2 separate regions of the Mus musculus genome follow, and region 2 is linked to region 1. The links are chromatin contacts, called in public promoter capture Hi-C maps. All regions are on one chromosome and are shown on one strand. Each heading gives the region's core, a stretch centred on a gene start, on an enhancer-like site or on the middle of the called end of the contact. The rest is flanking DNA. Distances are from core to core; before and after follow the strand shown. Region 1 holds the start of Psma4 (proteasome subunit alpha 4). Region 2 holds the start of Ppcdc (phosphopantothenoylcysteine decarboxylase).

Evidence for each region. Promoter capture Hi-C pulls out the DNA fragments that hold promoters and counts their contacts.
Region 2: a contact with region 1 is called in a promoter capture Hi-C map of pre-B cells, with 2.3 times the contacts expected there. The contact joins the promoter of Ppcdc here to the promoter of Psma4 in region 1. A contact is called at or near these places in 3 of 39 promoter capture datasets (erythroid cells, hippocampal neurons and pre-B cells).

The regions. Positions count from the first base shown.
Region 1 is chr9:54,949,097-54,952,964 of GRCm38.p6, reverse strand. Psma4 (proteasome subunit alpha 4) reads right to left here and starts at 2,106. Exons shown (of 9, transcript NM_011966.3): 1 at 2,062-2,106; 2 at 857-883; 3 at 582-624; 4 at 124-286. The coding sequence starts at 859. Hykk (hydroxylysine kinase 1) reads right to left here. Exons shown (of 5, transcript NM_177351.4): 5 at 3,041-3,868. AY074887 (cDNA sequence AY074887) reads left to right here and starts at 2,011. Exons shown (of 1, transcript NM_145229.2): 1 at 2,011-2,721. The coding sequence starts at 2,126. The coding sequence ends at 2,524.
Region 2 is chr9:57,438,217-57,442,084 of GRCm38.p6, reverse strand. It overlaps Ppcdc (phosphopantothenoylcysteine decarboxylase), which reads left to right and starts at 1,971. Exons shown (of 7, transcript NM_176831.5): 1 at 1,971-2,015. Scamp5 (secretory carrier membrane protein 5) reads left to right here. Exons shown (of 7, transcript NM_020270.3): 7 at 1-758.

The sequences.
Region 1 (3,868 bases), core at 857-3,356:
AAAATAATAAAACTGCTCATTTCAGTTCTATCACTTCACATAGAAGATCCCTCCTTAAATATGCAAATCCTGAGTACGCTGTCAAGTGCAATAGTTCAAGCTCTTCCCCATGATCGCACTTACTCATTAAGTTTATAAATTTTCTCAGAAAAGAAGACTTCATCAAGAAGCTTGTGGATGTTGCGCCTCTCCGCTGCAAGCAAAACTCCATCATTGGCTAAAATCCCCAAACAGGTGCCTGCATGTCCAATGGCTTCCATGGCATACTCCACTTGGTATAAGCGACCTACAAAACAGTGAGACACCACGGTTCCTCTCGCTCTTGCACCACTCATCTGAGAGAAATCAGCAATGACACAGGTAGGCTGGCATCAACAGCCCTGCATTTACTCGCCCACAATGCATGGCGTAATGAACCTGGTGACAAGTTATCTCCAAGAACCAAAGGAATGAAGTCAACTCCAAAATGTGTGTAGCTAAACGTCACACTAGACCCCAACACTAAAAATATACTACTTAAAGCAACAACCACAACAAAATGCCCCAACCTTCTTTGGAGCAGGTTAAATCTTCTAATTTACCTTCTGGAGAAAATATTGTGGTCCTGGAGTCATATCTTCGAGACTGCAAAGGAAAAACAGAGATGATGCCTGTTCACTGACATACGCCAACTTCCGGATGTCCATGCATTGGATACAATGACACCCTGGTGCTGAGTTCAGTGGAAAGAAGACGGAAGACCCCATTCAACTCCCTCTACCCCTTTGGTTTCATTTTCTTCCATGTCAGGCTGTGAGCTTCAAACAAGCCATAATGTTCCCAGGCAAAAGTTAAAGGAAACGTGTCATGAACTCACCATGGTTTCTGAACTTTATGTTGATTCCTGTGAAAAGAAAACAGGATCATTAATAACAAAACCCCCACAATTTTAAGAAGTGTCTTCCACTGTTAATACCACTTGATCCACACCATCACTCAGCTAACATGAACTGCACCACCACTGGGACCTATACAGATGCTGGGCCACCACAATAAAGGTAAACCATGGTGTCCTGAAAAGCTCAGAATCTAGCAGCCAGGTATGACAGACAAAGATTATAAAGCAACATGGAAGAGACATTCAGGGTGGGGAGGGAAAGCAGAATCGACAGCAAGTAAGATTTTAGGAAACCAATACAGATAATGAGAGTAAATTAGAGGTGGGAGAGGCAAAGGTAAGTTGAAAAGCCTCAAGTCAAAGAAAAAGAATTGTGAAGGGGTGAAGGAAGGGCATTCCAAGTAGAGCAGGCTGAGAAAGGTTAACAAAGTGGATAATTCACATGGTCCTAAATTTGGGGGTGTAGGGGTTAGGTGGTAAACCTGGTCCTTATTTCCGTTTCTTCGAAAGACAGCAATGGAAACTCTGCCTTAGTAGAAAAATGGCAGTTCAATTCCTATGTTGCCAAATGGGATATAAGGAAGGCATCGTGGCTGGAAAGCTAAGCAGACATTTGAAGGGTCTGCGCGCCCAGATGTTAGAAAACACCTTTATCTTACTTAAGACCGCTTCACCGACGGGCTGGATTCAAGGACCACGGGAAGTGACATTTTAGAAGAGTCGTCAGGCCTAAGGAGAGTTAACCTGCCAGGAGTCGGTTCCAACATGTAGGAGAAACAGAAAGGTGGCCCTGAGCACAGCAGCCAGGAGGCCACGGCGGGTTTCGGATTCGACTGTGAACACAGCTACCTCCACGCCTGGCGCCGGCGCTACAAGACTTGGACTTTCCCCCGCAGCGCCACTTTCCCGAATTGACTCTCTGGGCCGCAGCCGCCCCCACCCCTCGCACCGGCCCGGAGGGTCTCAGAGCCCAGGCGAGCCGTCAAGGCCCCGCGGGGATACCCGACGGCGGCCGGCGGGGACCAGTCCCTGGCAGGCCGGTCACCGAGGAGGCGGGTGCAAAGTCATCGTGCCCACGGCTCCTCGGTGGCGGCCGCGGGCCTGGGCCGTGGTCTCCACGCAGATGGCCCCCGCCCGGGAGACAGACACCTCGACTCCGCGGCCCCTAAAGGACTGAGCCTCACCAGAGGAAGACGGTGAGGGTGCAGATCAGCGCCTCTTTACTCAGCTGGAGAAGAACCAACCCGGATGGCCAAGCATCCGCGGCGAATATGGCTCCCGCGCGTGCGCAGGACTGCGAGGGGGCGGGGCGGGGCGGGAGGACGCGGAAGTTCTCCCAGTGCTGGGGCGGGCTCAGTCTGCCCACGTGGACTGTGCAGAAGCACAACCTCGGCTTTGGCTGCGGTCTGTATTAGAGGAGGACTGGAGGGAGGAGGGAAGCGTCTATACCGTGGAGAGTGGAACCAGATTCCTCCTACGCTTTGCACTCCACTTTCGTTTTCTCTTCTGTACCATTCTAATGGAGGCCAGAGTAGCAACTGTATAGACAAATCAAATCGTTTACTCTTCCAGTCTTGCCCCTTAACAGTTTTTCCTTTGTTCTTCCTCTTAGCCTCATTTTCTCCTTTCTCAGATCCAACTCTTTAATTGGGATAACTTTTGTTCTAAGTTTAAGACTTCTCTTCGCCGGGCAGTGGTGGTGCACGCCTTTAATCCCTGCACTTGGGAGGCTGAGGCAGGCGGATTTCTGAGTTCGAGGCCAGCATGGTCTACAGAGTGAGTTCCAGGACAGCCAGGGGTACACAGAGAAACCCTGTCTCGGACAAAAGAAAAAAAAAAAAAAAAAAAAAAAAAAAAAAAAAAAAACGAAAAAAAGACTTCTCTTCATCCATTTCTCCTTTCCAATCTTACCTAGTTTTTGTGCCTATGTTGGGGGTTGAAGAGCTAGTGGGTTGACTATGTACAGGGCCTTTGTCTTCTGTGTAGGCAAAACGGTTGGATCTGGGTTTCTTAAAGGGGGAAGCTTAGAAATTTAGTTGCATGTAGACGGGACCTGGCCTGTACTCAGGACCTGGTTTGCCCTGTAAATTCCAAGCCAGCCAGGGATATATAGTGAGACTGTTTTAAAAATGAGAGAGAGAGAGAAAAAAAGACCAAAAGGTAAAATATCCATACAATGCAGCATATATTTAATTTCAAACAGAAATTAGCAATATTTGCAATAGGAATTTAGTGGAGAATCTCTCTTAGCAAGAACAATCAAGAGAAACTTGCAGAGTTCCATTGTATAACAGGATAAACACTGATTTGGAATGAGACCCAAGTTCCAGCCCATTTTTCTGGTCCTGATTGGCCAAGTTAAATAAAAACCTCAAATATGAGTATCCTAAGTGTTTCACATGTGAATGATCTCATGTACTGCCCCCATGTGTGTGGGTGTGGGTGTGGGTGTGTAAAAACAAGGAAGGAAAGGCAGCAGGATGGGATTTTGTAGTGATTAGGAACAGGGGTAACAGCCCAAAGACCTAATTCAAGATCTAAGCCTGAGCTCCCTTCTAAAGCAATAAATCAGCTTTTCAAGGCTCTATTTCTTTATTTAAAAATGGAGATTAATCATCAGAATATCTTTGTGATTCTGTTCTGGATTAAATGAGGTAGTGCATGTAAAATAACATTCAATAATCATTGTAGTATAGTATATTCTACTGAAAAACTAATGAAGCAGGAAAGACAAAACCGCTCCAGATTTGTTAACCTAAAATCCTGATTTGTGAAAGCAGCAGGGCTCGATGGCTGACTGTGAGAAGGGCAAGCAGCGTGCCACACCAATATTTTGAGTGTGCGTAACCTGAAATATGATCCATTATTTAGTAACTATTTATTATGCCTCTACTATGTGCCAGAGTCTATGCTAAGAGGCTGCCATAGCCTCTTAAAAAACCCTCACAATTGACTCTCTAAGTACAAACATTATCTTGCTCTAAAAAAAGA
Region 2 (3,868 bases), core at 722-3,221, 2.5 Mb before region 1:
CAGAAACCCACCTAGGCTAGGGAGACTGGAAAACCATACCACATTGGTTTGCCTTGGACCCTAAGACTTGGTTTCAGGCCACCTTGAGCTTTGATTTTTCAGCTTCTTCCTTGTAAGAGAATCCAAGAGTGTCTGGAAAGTTCCTTTCCTGTTGACTCCCTAGGCTTAGTTGATTCTCTCCCCTACTGTTTTCTCTATGGAGAGCAGTTGTCATAGCTCCTGCTACCCTGAGAGATTCTAGGGCTAGGCTCTTCCTCCTCTTCCCTTCTCCCAGCTCCCTTTCTCTTAGTCCTCTGTTACTTCCAGGAAAGCTGTGATCCAGCTGCCAGCCTAGCATCCACAGCTGTTGGGTGTTACCCCCAGTCAACTTCCTGTCCTATCGGCCTCTCCTCTTTCCTGGCTCACACCTATTGGCCATGCCTGGCACTGCCCTTGGGAAAGCCTGTCACCAGTGTCTGGCCCAGCTGCTCAGGCACTGGGATGCTGCATCTTCAGGCAACTATGCACTTTGATGAGGAGAGAGTGAGAGAGATGGGGCCGGGCACAGATGGTTTGCTTGAGGGGTGGGAGGGCCTGGTGGATGCTGGGAGTCCTCCTGTCTGTCGCCAGCCAGTGACCTGCTTTTGCATTCTCCTGGTGCCCACTGCCCCTTGTTTCTGAGAGACACAAACTATCCCCTCATTGGCAGTTGACCTGCCCGAGCCAGTGTCTATCTGTGTAACTGGATGAATATAATAAAGGGATCATTTGACCCTGTATGTCCCTCTGTGTTACTTGTCTCCATGTGGGTCTCAATGAAGCCTTGATGTGGGATGTGAAGCAGGGTTGTGGAATTGAGTTGAGTGGATCTGTGATGCCAAAAACCATGTATTTTGTGATCCTTCCTCTGAAGCAGCCCTGAGTAGGCCATGAAGTAGTTGCCACAACTACCAGTTAGGAAATAGGAGTGGCCTGTAACACTGAGTGAGGCGCATGGCCTGACTGTGTCTGTGACTTAGGGTTTCCATTGCTGTGAAGAGACACCACGACCAAGGCAACTGTTATAAAAGGATAACATTTAACTGAGACTGGCTTGCAAGTTCAGAGGCTCAGTCCAGTATTGTCAAGGCGGGAAGTATGGCAGCATCCAAGCAGTCATGGTGCTACAGAAGCTGAGAGTTCTATAACTTATTCCAAAGGCAGTCAAGAGAAGACTGGCCTCAGGTGGCTAGGAAGATATATTTGCCCACCCCCACAGTGACACACTTCCTCCAACAAGGCCACACCCACTCCAACAAGGCCATACTTCCTAATTGTTCCTAATTCCCTGGGCTAAGCATATTCAAACCACCATAGCCCTTAGTGTTAGGACTAGAAGACTGGCCTTCCTTAGCTCCCATGGTGGGTCTCTTGAAGCTGATTGAGTGGGCTCAATGAACATGTAAGTTCTTGAAATTTCTGATTGCTGCAGGGTAATGACTACAACGATTCGAATGTGCCTAGGCTTTGCCAAAGATGTGCTCTCTAAGAATGTTGTCTAGATCCTCTGTGATGGTCATCTCTCAAGATTCCTCTCAAGTAGCAATGGGCACGGTAGCACACCCCTTTGATCCCAGCACTTATGAGGCAGAAGCTGGCAGAGTTCTAAGTTTCAGACATGCCAGTTATTGAAAGAGAGAGAGAAAGGAAAGAAAGAAAGAAAGAAAGAGAGAAAGAAAAGAAAAAGAAAGAAAAGGAAGGAAAGAAAAAGAAAAAGAAAGAAGGAAAGAAAGAGAAAGAGGGAGAGAGAGAGAAAGAAAGAAAGAAAAAAAAGAAAAAAAGAAAAAGATTGCTCAAAGTGAGCCTTTCAATGTCGCGGCTCCCCTGCCTAATGTGGCTTTAGCCTTGCACAGGGAGCCCCAATGACTACAACTCCCAGAAGCCACAGAAATAGACCACGACTCCCAGAAGGCCATGCGATCACTCGCTTTCTCTGGAGTCATTTAGAGCCGGAAAGGCGCCTAGATACCGCGATACTTGCGGGTATCCTGGAGCTGGTGAGCAGTGGAAGGGGCGGGAAAGCTGTGTCGGTGGTGCCGCCGGGTGGGGCGGTGGGAGAAGCTCCTCTGGTCGCTGTGGGTCCGCGTGAAGGTCCATGTGTAATGTGTCAGATGTGGGGCTATAGGTGTGACTCCAGTCTCAGAATTGGGGGCTATGCAGCTGCACCGGTGCCCGCAGATATCATGCTCTATCCTTAGTTTAAAAGACACCCACACTTGACGCTTACCTTTGAAAAACTGCAGCATAAGGTGCCCCCCTCCCAAAGATTTAGGACCGCCCCGAAATACAAACTTTTTTTTTTTTTTTTAAATTACGTTTATTTTGTAAGAGGGGTGGCTGTCACAGCGTGCGTGTTGAGGTCATAGGACGACCTGCAGGACTCAGTTCTACCCTGTAAGTCCCGCCCTCATTCAGGGCCTCAGACTTGTCTGCAAGCTACCTTGCTGAGCCAACGTGCCTCAAATTGTATTTTATAATCATAAACGAGAGAAAGGAGAACGCTGGCAGTATTTAGATGCTTAAACCCTAAACTTGCCGAGTGGCATTTCAAATTAGAGTTAGAGCAGTTTTTGTCAGAAAAAAAAATGTCACCGTCACCGACGTTTGGAATATTGGAAGCCAGAACTAGATAGTGGGCAGGAGAGATTCCCAGCTGCAGGAAGTGATGCGTGTTTGGGAGCTGGGGTCTTCTGCTTCTTTCTAGCAGCTGGGAACCAGCAAGGCTGTGATGTATCTTCCTGACACGTGTCCTCAAGAGGTGTACAGATGAAACTGCAGTAACTTTAGAGGCAAACATGCCTACTTCCGGTTTGAGACATCCATTGGAAAGCCAAACATTTTGGCTGCAACCAGCATTCCTTAGGTGCAGTGTGGTCACACTTTCTTGGCTACAGTCTTGCCCGTATCCTGTGGTCACATTTTCTTGGCTACATTCTTGCCCATTCTATTACTGGTAGGTATACATGGAAATTTTATACTTTGTCCTTGATTAAACTGAGAGAATTATAGTCTCACACAGAGGCCTCTTTCTCTGCTGTGTATGTGTTCTCTCTGTGTCTCTCTTAAATTTCTCTCTCCCTTCCCCTCCATTCTCCCCCTCGTTTTTTTCTCTTTCCCTCCCTCTCCTCCCTCCCTCTCCCTCTCAGGGTCTCACTGTGTAGCCCTAGCTACAGGACTTAGTATGTTCGAATCTCAACTCCTAGAAATCTGTTTGTTTCTGCATTCCAAGTGCTGGGATTAAAGGCATGTGCCACCAAACCCTACTTTTTCTTGAAATATACATAAGACTAAGTGTAAGTTCTGTGGTTATAATAAAGGTCAAGTAAAAATATGAAAAAAAATTGTTCCCTGCATATGCAGCTTAGAATATAAGACTGGTCTAGGTAGCCAGCGCATCAAGTGTATCCCTTGTATGTGTACCTCAGTCTATGAGGGTGGGAAGAAAAATTAATCTGAAGTCCAAGGATGGCCAAGAGTGACTCAAGCTCGACTCTGGAGGTTGAAAGGGAACATTGCACCATGTGATAAAATAAGCTTGTTTTTTGTTTTTTTCTTGGGAGGGTCAGTAGTGGTGGGAGAGAATCAGATATTATAATGTTCAGATATTATAATGCTGGACACTTCTGGACCAGCATGATAGGTCAGGGAATGCAAACATGTACAGCCTTATCTTGGTCTGAACCAGTGGGCTCTGTGGTTAAGATGGAGGGTGGTCTACCATCTTAACTGTCTGCCAGAGCTAAAGGAAGTGTGCAGGAAAATCCGTGCTCTGAAGCATCAGAAGGGGCGTTGTTAACCAGCTAGGAAGAAGCACAGATAGGGACCGTTTCTACGTGTGCAAAAGTTTCTC